Linked DNA regions of Sus scrofa: regions 2 and 3 are each linked to region 1. A link is a contact called in public HiChIP or PLAC-seq and promoter capture Hi-C data. All regions are on one chromosome and are shown on one strand. Each heading gives the region's core, a stretch centred on a gene start, on an enhancer-like site or on the middle of the called end of the contact. The rest is flanking DNA. Distances are from core to core; before and after follow the strand shown.

The links. Promoter capture Hi-C pulls out the DNA fragments that hold promoters and counts their contacts. HiChIP or PLAC-seq counts read pairs in DNA pulled down with a chosen protein or histone mark.
Region 2: a promoter capture Hi-C map of fetal liver shows a contact between it and region 1, with 4 times the contacts expected there. The contact joins the promoter of STAT5A here to the promoter of RAMP2 in region 1. A contact is called at or near these places in 1 of 5 promoter capture datasets (fetal liver) and 1 of 2 datasets of contacts at active chromatin or transcription factors (skeletal muscle).
Region 3: a contact with region 1 is called in an H3K27ac HiChIP or PLAC-seq map of alveolar macrophages. The contact joins the promoter of STAT3 here to the promoter of RAMP2 in region 1. A contact is called at or near these places in 1 of 47 Hi-C or Micro-C datasets (liver) and 1 of 2 datasets of contacts at active chromatin or transcription factors (alveolar macrophages).

The regions. Positions count from the first base shown.
Region 1 is chr12:20,092,993-20,095,861 of Sscrofa11.1, forward strand. RAMP2 (receptor activity modifying protein 2) reads right to left here and starts at 1,434. Exons shown (of 5, transcript NM_214082.1): 1 at 1,316-1,434; 2 at 813-878. The coding sequence starts at 1,415.
Region 2 is chr12:20,497,411-20,500,279 of Sscrofa11.1, forward strand. STAT5A (signal transducer and activator of transcription 5A) reads right to left here and starts at 1,375. Exons shown (of 19, transcript NM_214290.1): 1 at 1,331-1,375. It also overlaps a transcript of STAT5B not described here.
Region 3 is chr12:20,405,842-20,408,710 of Sscrofa11.1, forward strand. It overlaps STAT3 (signal transducer and activator of transcription 3), which reads left to right and starts at 1,475. Exons shown (of 25, transcript NM_001044580.1): 1 at 1,475-1,587.

The DNA of each region.
Region 1 (2,869 bases), core at 184-2,683:
ATAGGGACTGCCAGGAGAGCCTCAGAAATTTCCCAAGCAAGACACTCCTGGCTGAGGAGAGAGTCCCAGCTCAGGAAAAGTTTAATGCCTCCCGTGTGCACGGACCTCCCTACCTAACAAGAGCTTCCACATCCACTTTTTCTGGGGCCTTCCTCTTTTTCCTTTAAGACCGCACCTGCAGCATATGTAAGTTCCCAGGCTAGGGGTCAAATTGGAGCTGTTGCTCCCAGTCTACACCACGCAGGATCTGAGCAGCATCTGGGACCTACATCGCAACTCACAGCAACACGGGATCTTTAACCCACTAAGCGAGGCCAAGGATCAAACCCACGTTCTCATGGATACTCACTGGGTTTCATAAGGTACTGAGCCACGACAAAAAAAAAAAAAAAAAAAAAAAAAAAAAAAAAAAAGAACTCCCGCGTTGCCATGAGCTATGGTATAGGTCACAGACTCTGATCGGATCTGGTGTTGCTGTGGCTGTGGCCGGCAGCTGTGGCTCCGATTTGACCCCTAGCCTGGGAACCTCCATAGGCCACAGGTGCCGCTTTAAAAAGATAAAAAAAAAAAAAGGAATTCCTTTTTTTGGGGGAGGGGGGTTTTCTAACCCACTGTGAGGTGGACCAGCTCAGAGCTGATGGGGTCCCTCTGGGATGAGAGGTAGAAAGACTATAAGGAACCCCAAGAGAAAAGAGAGGGGAATTTAGGGGAGCCAACTAAGTTTGGGGCCTAGCCTGTGGGAAAGGGACCCTGTTCACTGACCTCTCTCTTCCTTTCCCCTAGCCACCCTCCCACAGCCACTGGGTACTTACCTTCTAAATTTAAGTAATCTGGGGTGGGAAAATGCTGAGCCAGGGACTCCTGGGGCTTCAGGACAGCTGTGGGCAGAAAAGAAAGAGAGCAATGAGCGGTCGGATGGGGATCTGGGCGGTGGAGCCTGGAGGAGGGGGGGTTGTGGGTTGGGGGCCGAGACTCTTGGAAATCAGGGCTACTCTCAGAAGAGAAAGAGGAGTAAGGCAGGCCCCCACCGGGTGCCCGGAAGAAAGGGGCTGCACCAATTCCTTCCCACTCATACCCAAACCCCCTGCCTCCACATCAGCCCCAGACCTCCCAAGACCTCTCGGAGGGGCCCTGGCACCCCAGCTTTCGCCAAGTGGGAAGCAGCCCGCGCGGCGTCCTCACCGAGGCGGGGCCGTCCGAAGGGCAGCGCTGTCCGCACCCGCACCCCGGGGCCGTTCCGGCCTCGGCCGTCCAGCCCCCCTCCCCTCCAGGGCCTCCCGCGCCTCCTGCCCGGGCCCCGGGGCGCTGCGCTCACCGCCCAGCAGCAGGAGGAGGCGGAGCGCTGCCGGTCGCCCGGCGCGGGTCGCGGGGAGCCGCGGGCCCCCGGCGGCGCGCTCCGCTCGCAGCGAGGCCATCGCGCGGCGAGCAGGCGAGGAGGGGCGGCGGCGCTGAGCCGGGCGCTGGCGGGGGCGCCAATATCCTCGTCCCCAGCCGCAGGAAGCCGCGCCGCTTCCTCGCAGGGGCTGGGACGGCTGCGGCCACGTGGGGGGCGGGGGCGACGCCCGGGGCCCGCGGGCTGGAGGGGGAGTCGCTGCCCCACCCGGCCCTGGCGCCCGCCTGGCCGGCGTTGGCCCACCCTTTCCTCCAGTTCACCCCGTGTGGCTGGACAGCTCCCCTCGTAACCCCAGAACCGGGATCATTTCCTCGGCTCTGCTGCATGGCGCCCAGGCCTCGCCGGGGTCTCCCAGCATCCGCTCCCCGCTCCCCGCACTCTAGTCGCCCTTTCCCTTTCTCCGCGAGTTTGTGGGGGGAGTGTTGGGGGAGGAGGGTGTGGGGAGAGGGAGGGGGCTGGGAGCTCAGAGGGCCTCTCTCGACGCCTCAGTATCTAAGGCTGGGGGTTGGGGTTGTCCTGGGCCGTGGGGGAAGGGGCGCCTTGAGCTGGGCTCCGCGTTCCCTTTCCCTGGGAACACCCACTGCTGTCGGCCTGCCTGCCAAAACCGGGGAGGAAAAGAGGGAGCCAGCCCTTCCGAGTCGGGAGAAGGCCTGGGGATGGGGGTAGAGGGGAAACCAAAGCCCATACCCTCCCTTTGAGGCAGTCCCTGGGCCCTAGACCCACAAAGCAGATTGAGGGCAGGGGCAAAAGTAAGACTACTCCCCCCGCAAGGAGAAAATAGCCACAGCCCTTCAAGGCCAAGGTTGTGAGAAAGGAAGAGTTTAGACTAGAACCTACAATGTGTGGCTTCATTCATGAGATGGGTGCATAATTTACAGAGGAGGAAGCTAAAGCTCAGAGGAAAGCCCAGAACTTGAGTTCAGCCCCGGGAGTCCTGCCTTCCCGCTTTCCAGCTCTATAGCCTGGAATGACATCAGTTACCATCAAGAATTCTCTGATCCCTTCTGTGTGAACGTGGGACTAAATCATAGTGAGGGTGACACTTGTGAAAGGGCACTGAACTCAGCAGACACTGGTTTCCTTTCCTCTTTTCCTAAGGACTTGCTTAAGGTCGCTCTTCTGAGAAGCAGGAAGGCTGAGCCTGGGGCCCCAGCGGCTGTGACTTCTGCCACACCACAGCTGTCTCCGTGTCCTGAGCCAGAGCTTCATTAGTCTGAAGCAGCGGAGGATCCCAGGAGCTGCCTTGGCCATGACGTTCAACTCCAGACACAGCTGTCAGCACCAAACTTTCCTAAATTACTCCCAGACACTGACCCTTGGACTCAGCTGCTGCTGTTGTCCCAGTTTACTGATTCCTGCCCACCACAAATTATCTGTCACGATCTCTCTTCAAATCTTTATCTCAGGGTCTTAGGCTCTTAAATCATGGCCACTGATAACCTCTTGTACCACCAGGGGTAGGGTCAAGAGGTTGCT
Region 2 (2,869 bases), core at 125-2,624, 400 kb after region 1:
CTCTTCCTCTCCCCTCGCCCCACCGGGGCTTCCCCGGGGGGAACAGCTTAAAAACTGAAAGAGAAACTTGCCGGCGGAGGCCCACGGGCCCTCTAGGGAAGGCTGCAAGAATCCCCCTCCCCTGCCTCGAACTCCTGAGTCCCCGTTTCTGGGAACCGGGGATATTCTGGCCCAAAGTGAGGGCCACGCCACCGACGGTTCCCACTGGACGGCTCCGTCACGGCGGGCCCATGGCTGGGGTCGCGAAGGGGCGAGAGCCGGGGAAGCAGACGCTCCCTCTCTGGGGCTGCGACCCCCTGAGCTGTGCCCGCGGTCTCCCTCTGGCCGGTCCGACAGCGCCCCCTGCCCATGCGGGCGGGGACGGCGCCCACCCTCGACCCCTCCCTCCCTCTGCGTCCCCCGTCTCCCGTCCGCGCTGAGCGCTGCGCCGAAACTCCCTCTCGGTCCCGGGGACGGTTCCCGGCACGCCGCCGCCGGCTGTCGGGCTCCGGGGCCCGGAGCGCGGGGGCCCGGGCAGCAGCCGAGTGCCCCCTCTCGGCGCGCGCCGCCGGGGACGCGCGGCCGGGCCACCCACCTGGTCGCGCCGAGCCGTCCGGCAGCGGGGCCGGCGTTCGCTCCCGGCCCGGGCTCCTGGCGGCGGCGGCGGAGGCGGCGGCGGCGGCGGCAGCGGCTGTTACTACAGGAAGGCGCAGAGAGCAGCGATTTCCTCCTCAAAGGTCAGCTGCCTCTGATAGACCATACACAGCGCGCGAGCTCTCGCTACCACCCCTCCCAGCCTCGGTCGCTTTCTCCCTGCCTCCGCCCTCGGTGGCTGGCTCCCCGGGCCTCAGGCGGCGAGGCGAGGCGGGGCGGCGCCGGGCGTGGGGGCTGCCCCGACGGCGGGGTCCCCCCGGGAGTCCCAGCCTGCCCTCGCTTGCGGCCCCGCGGAGCGGCCGCGGCCCGTGCTGGGCAAGAGGCGAAGCGGTGGCTGGAGGATGGGGGTGGGAGGGCTGGGAAATCCCGGGCTCTGGAAATTCCAAAGCACAGCCTCAGTTTTCGCATCTGTAAAAAGGGAGGAGGGAAGGGTTGGACCGGCTGGAGATGCCTGCAGCCCCAGCTTATGTCACCTCTTGAATCTCTAGACTCAAAATTTTAATGTGTGTGTGTGTGTGTGTGTGTGTGTGCGCGCGCGCGCGCGCACGCGTGTGTGTTTACGTGGGTTGGGGACGCAGCTTTTGTGATCTCAGTGGCGAAGCCCTGGCCAGGGGAAAGACTGGGGATTCCAGAGAAGCCAGCTCACTCAGAGGGCCCCATCACCCTCCTTCCACCACTCCCACCACCGTGCACTCACCCGCTGCAGTAGAAACAAGAACGAACCCTGGCAGTCAAATGCTCAACCCCCTGACATTTTGCAGATGAGAAGTGGAGTGCAGAGCGGGGAAGGGGTCCCACCGTGGGCACGTGGCCTGATCCGCAGACTATGATCCGTGCGTGATCCTGGCCCTCAGTTCACGCGAGCCCAGTCACATCTGAGGCTGGTCCTATCTTCAGAAAGTCCAGGGAAGGCCGTCTTGAATCCTCCTCACAAGCTCCCCACTGCCTCTAGGCCTGGCCACAACAGGGAACACCCTCCCTGAGCCTTGCCTGGCTCACAGCCCCCTCCCTGAGCGCCCCTCTGCGGAGCGTGTGGAGTTGGGCAAGGTGGCCCTGGAAGCCTTCCATTCCCTTTACCCAGCTTCCCTCTCCTCTGGGGCCTCCCCTCTGCCTGGCAGCTGGTATTGGCAGCATCAAGGGAGGGGCCAGCCTGGCTGCCCACTCACAGCTGGCTGGGCCAAGACCTTGTGTCCTGGGGGGAATCATTCTCCTCTCCCTCCCTCCCTCCCTCCCTAATTCCTTCTTGGATCTGCCCTTTTCTCTCTATTCCCTCCCCCATCCCACACCCATCCATCTTCTCACCACTCACTACTTCCCCCAGTTTCTTTTCTTTTTTCTTTTTCTTTTTGCTTTTTAGGGCTGCACCTATGGCATATGGAAGTTCCCAGGCTAGGGGGCAAAATGGAGCTGTAACTGCCACCCTATGCCAGAGCCACAGCAACTCGGGATCCAAGCTGCATCTGTGACCTACACCACAGCTCATGGCAACACCGGATCCTTAACCAACTGAGTGGGGCCAGGGATCGTCCTCATGGATACTAGTCAGGCTCATTACCGCTGAACCACAACAGGAACTCCCCGTTTTCATTCTTTTATTTCAGAGACCACTAGAAGTTTAAAGCTGCAGATCCACCCCCGCCACACACACTCCATGTGTGGTCGCAGTCTCAGTTGGTAGGACCATGGGGAGAGAAATTGAAATGGTAAAGGGGTTCAAAAAGGATTGGGGAAACCCTGCTCTAGGGATGAGGGAACATGCTACCCCCTCACCCCTTCTTCCCCTCCTCTGTGCAACAGATTTGGCCAGAGGAGGGTCCGACACACAGCCAGGGAGTCACCTGGAATGACAGTCAAGTGTCAGCACTGGAAACAACCGAAAAGATGATTTTACAAACGGGGAAACAGAGGCTGGAGAGGGGAATTGACTTGGCCAGTGTCAGGAGGACTGTCAGTGGCAGATCCAAACCCACTGCCGCACGGTGAGTGGGCCCTACTTGGCACCTGGGCACTCCAGCCTGTCACTGTGAGCAGGTGGCGAAGTCAGTCAATGGGAGCAGATCCCGTGGGTCTCCAAGTCTTCTGAGCCGCATCTGGCATGCAGAGGATTACTCTTGCCATGCATCCCCATCTGGGCATCTGGGGAGGCTGGGGTCGGCGGGGGCGGGGGGTGCCAGCTCCAGAATAGGGGCCCTGCCTGCCCACTCCCAGGAAGCTACCTCACCAGCCTCCTCCCCAG
Region 3 (2,869 bases), core at 225-2,724, 310 kb after region 1:
TTGTCATGGCCTGTCAAAGGTGAGATAACAGGCCCTTTTTTATTTTTTATTTTATTTTATTTTGTCTTGTTCGGGCTGCACCTGCGGCATTCGGAGGTTCCCAGGCTAGGGGCTGAATCAGAGCTGCAGCCGCCGGCCTACACCACAGCCACAGCAATGCCAGATCAGAGCCACGTCTTCGACCTGTACCACAACCCATGGTAACACTGGATCCTTAACACACTGAGCTAGGCCAGGGGTCCAACCTGCTTCCTCATGGATGCTAGTCAGATTCATTTCCGCTGGACGGTGGGAACACCTGATAAAAGGTCCCTTTTTGGATTTCATCTTAATACCTCTTTGTACTAAACAAACACAATAAACACAAATAAGCACTAATAGCTGTTATTTTTTAAAACCCTGATTGTACCAGCACATACATACAATCCTCTATTATGCAAAGTACATCCTCTATTATGCAAGATAAAATGTCTACATTTCCTATAAACTACTGGTTTCAATGGAGTAGAACTTGCACTCGAAGTAGACAGGCGAAAAAGATAAAGGCACGCAATTTCAAGTATTTCAACTCAGACACATAAAAACAATGTGTATACGTGTCATTCTTTATCTGTACTGTCTCCTGCATTCCCGTGAACAGGCCAATGTGCGAGTCGTGTTGGCCTTTGATGCTTGAAGAGACGGAACGGAGGACGGGGTTAAATCCACTACCCTCTCCCCACGCACTCTAGTAATTACTCTACTTCCACGTCATGTTTCCGGGTGTGTGTGTCTCGACTCACGCAGAAACTGAGGTTCAAAGCAGGCGGGAGTCACCCATGTTCTTTTGGCTGTCCCCAAAAACCCAATTCAGCCGTTGAGGTCTTAGAGTATCTGGCGATACCTGGGTACTGTTTAACTGGCTGATTCCCACGTGGTAAGTGGCTCCTAACTCACCCCCACGTGGTGCCAAGGGCCGGGAAAAGGGAGAGTAGGCAAAAGAGAGCCGCATCAGGGGCATTTAAAGTGTCTTGACGTCACACACTGCCAGGAACTCAGCTGAGTTTTCAGCAGGACATTCCGGTCATCTTTCTTCCCTCCCTCCGGGTCTCTCAGCCCAAGGCCTTGGCTCTTCCCTTACTGTTGCGGAGGGAGTAGCAGTGAGCCCTCGGAACAGCCAGTACAGGGGCGTTCCCGGCCTTGTGTTGGCTCCGCCCCTTCTCCAAGGAGCTCTCCTCATTGGCAAGTGGGTGGGGCTTCGGAGATACAGTACATTCACCAGGGCCTCTGTGTGGCAGAGAAAACTGGTCGTCTCATGAATAATGCATGAGCGGAGTGCCCAGGCCAGGCGGGGGCTGGGCGGGGATTGGCTGGAGGGGCTGTAATTCAGCGGTTTCCGGAGCTGCGGCGGCGTAGACCGGGAGGGGGAGCCTGGGGTTCCGACGTCGCCGCGGAGGGAGCGAGCCCGAACAGGATCCTTGACGAGCACCCCTACTTGGCGCTCTCCCCGTGTCTAATAGGGGAGACTCTGCGGCCTGAGGGAGCCCTGCGGCCCGCACCCCGGCGCAAGCGCAGCCCCGGCCAGTCGGGCCTCAGCCGGAGCAGCAGGTGAAGGGGGTTAAGGGTGGGGCCGCCCCCCCCCTCCCCGGGCGACGGCCTCCGGGCCGGGGATCCAGGGGTGGGTGCCAGAAGGGCTGAGATGCTCTGGGGTGTTTGAGGGAGTAGTGGACAGAAGCTTCAGTAGGGCAGAGGGGATACGAAGAGACCGGGAGGGTCGTTCTGAAGGGTCGTTCCCAGGATGACAGGAGTCGGCCTCTGAAGGGACAGGGTACGCTGGAAGGAAGTTTTCATTCTTTGGAGAAAGAGGAGACGCGGTGGAAGAGTGAGAAGGGGCTCGAGGGGGAGGACCATTGGGGCCAGGGCACTCTAGAGTGGCGGTGGCAGGAGTGAGGGACAGCCCCCGACTTCCTGCTCCTTGGGGCTCTGGGGACGTTCCGGCCGCAGGAGCGACTGTCATGCTGGCGAAGATCACGGAGGGGTGGGTTGGCAAGCGCCTCCTCCCCGCCCCCCCGGCCGGGCCCGGCGGCTCCGGCTGAGCCACTTCCTCCGTCTTGTCCAGTTCCCGCTCCTGTAGGATCCAGCTGTGCCCCCCTGGAGAGGTAGGAATAGGTGTCTTCCTCCTCCAGCCTCACGGGCTGGTTGTTCATGGTTAGGGTTATTGCATAAGAATCAAGTTTCCTGTAGGGAAATTGACAATCTCGTTCTCTTTCTAAACTCCCTCTCGTCTTTTTCTAGGTTAAATCGTGTTTCTCTCCTCCCCCTTCTTAAAAAAAACCCAACAAAATAAAACCCCCATCAAACCAACTCTAGAGAGAAATAAACCTTTTTCCTCCTGGCATTGTTCTTTTATAAACACCTGGTAAACTTGGCCAAAAGATAAATAATTGAGCCCTTGCGTTTACTGGATTGTGGTGTTGCTTAATTGCATAGGCCGGAATGAACCAATCGAGAGTGGGAGTTTTCTGTCTCAGAGCCAAGGTCTTGGGTAAATGCAGAGAAGAGGGAAACAAAGACAGGCTGGCCTTGGCAGAACCAAGTGTGCAAACTTTACCTGTGTTTGGGGGGTGTGGTTGCATTTCGGTTAGCAAGATTCAAACCAACATGAAGTCATTTTCTCCATGTTTAGTCCACATCCCTCTGTGTTATACAAATTGGATGGATAGTGTTAACCCTTATTAAAAATGTATATAATGTGTATCTGCTGGTTTTTTGGGGGTGTGCATCTAAAGGGTATGTTTATTCTGCCTATGGGTTGTCATTCTTTGGCTGGTTGTGCTGATAAAGCATTGGTTTGAATAAATCAGAACAGTAAGTCTCAATCTTTTGGATT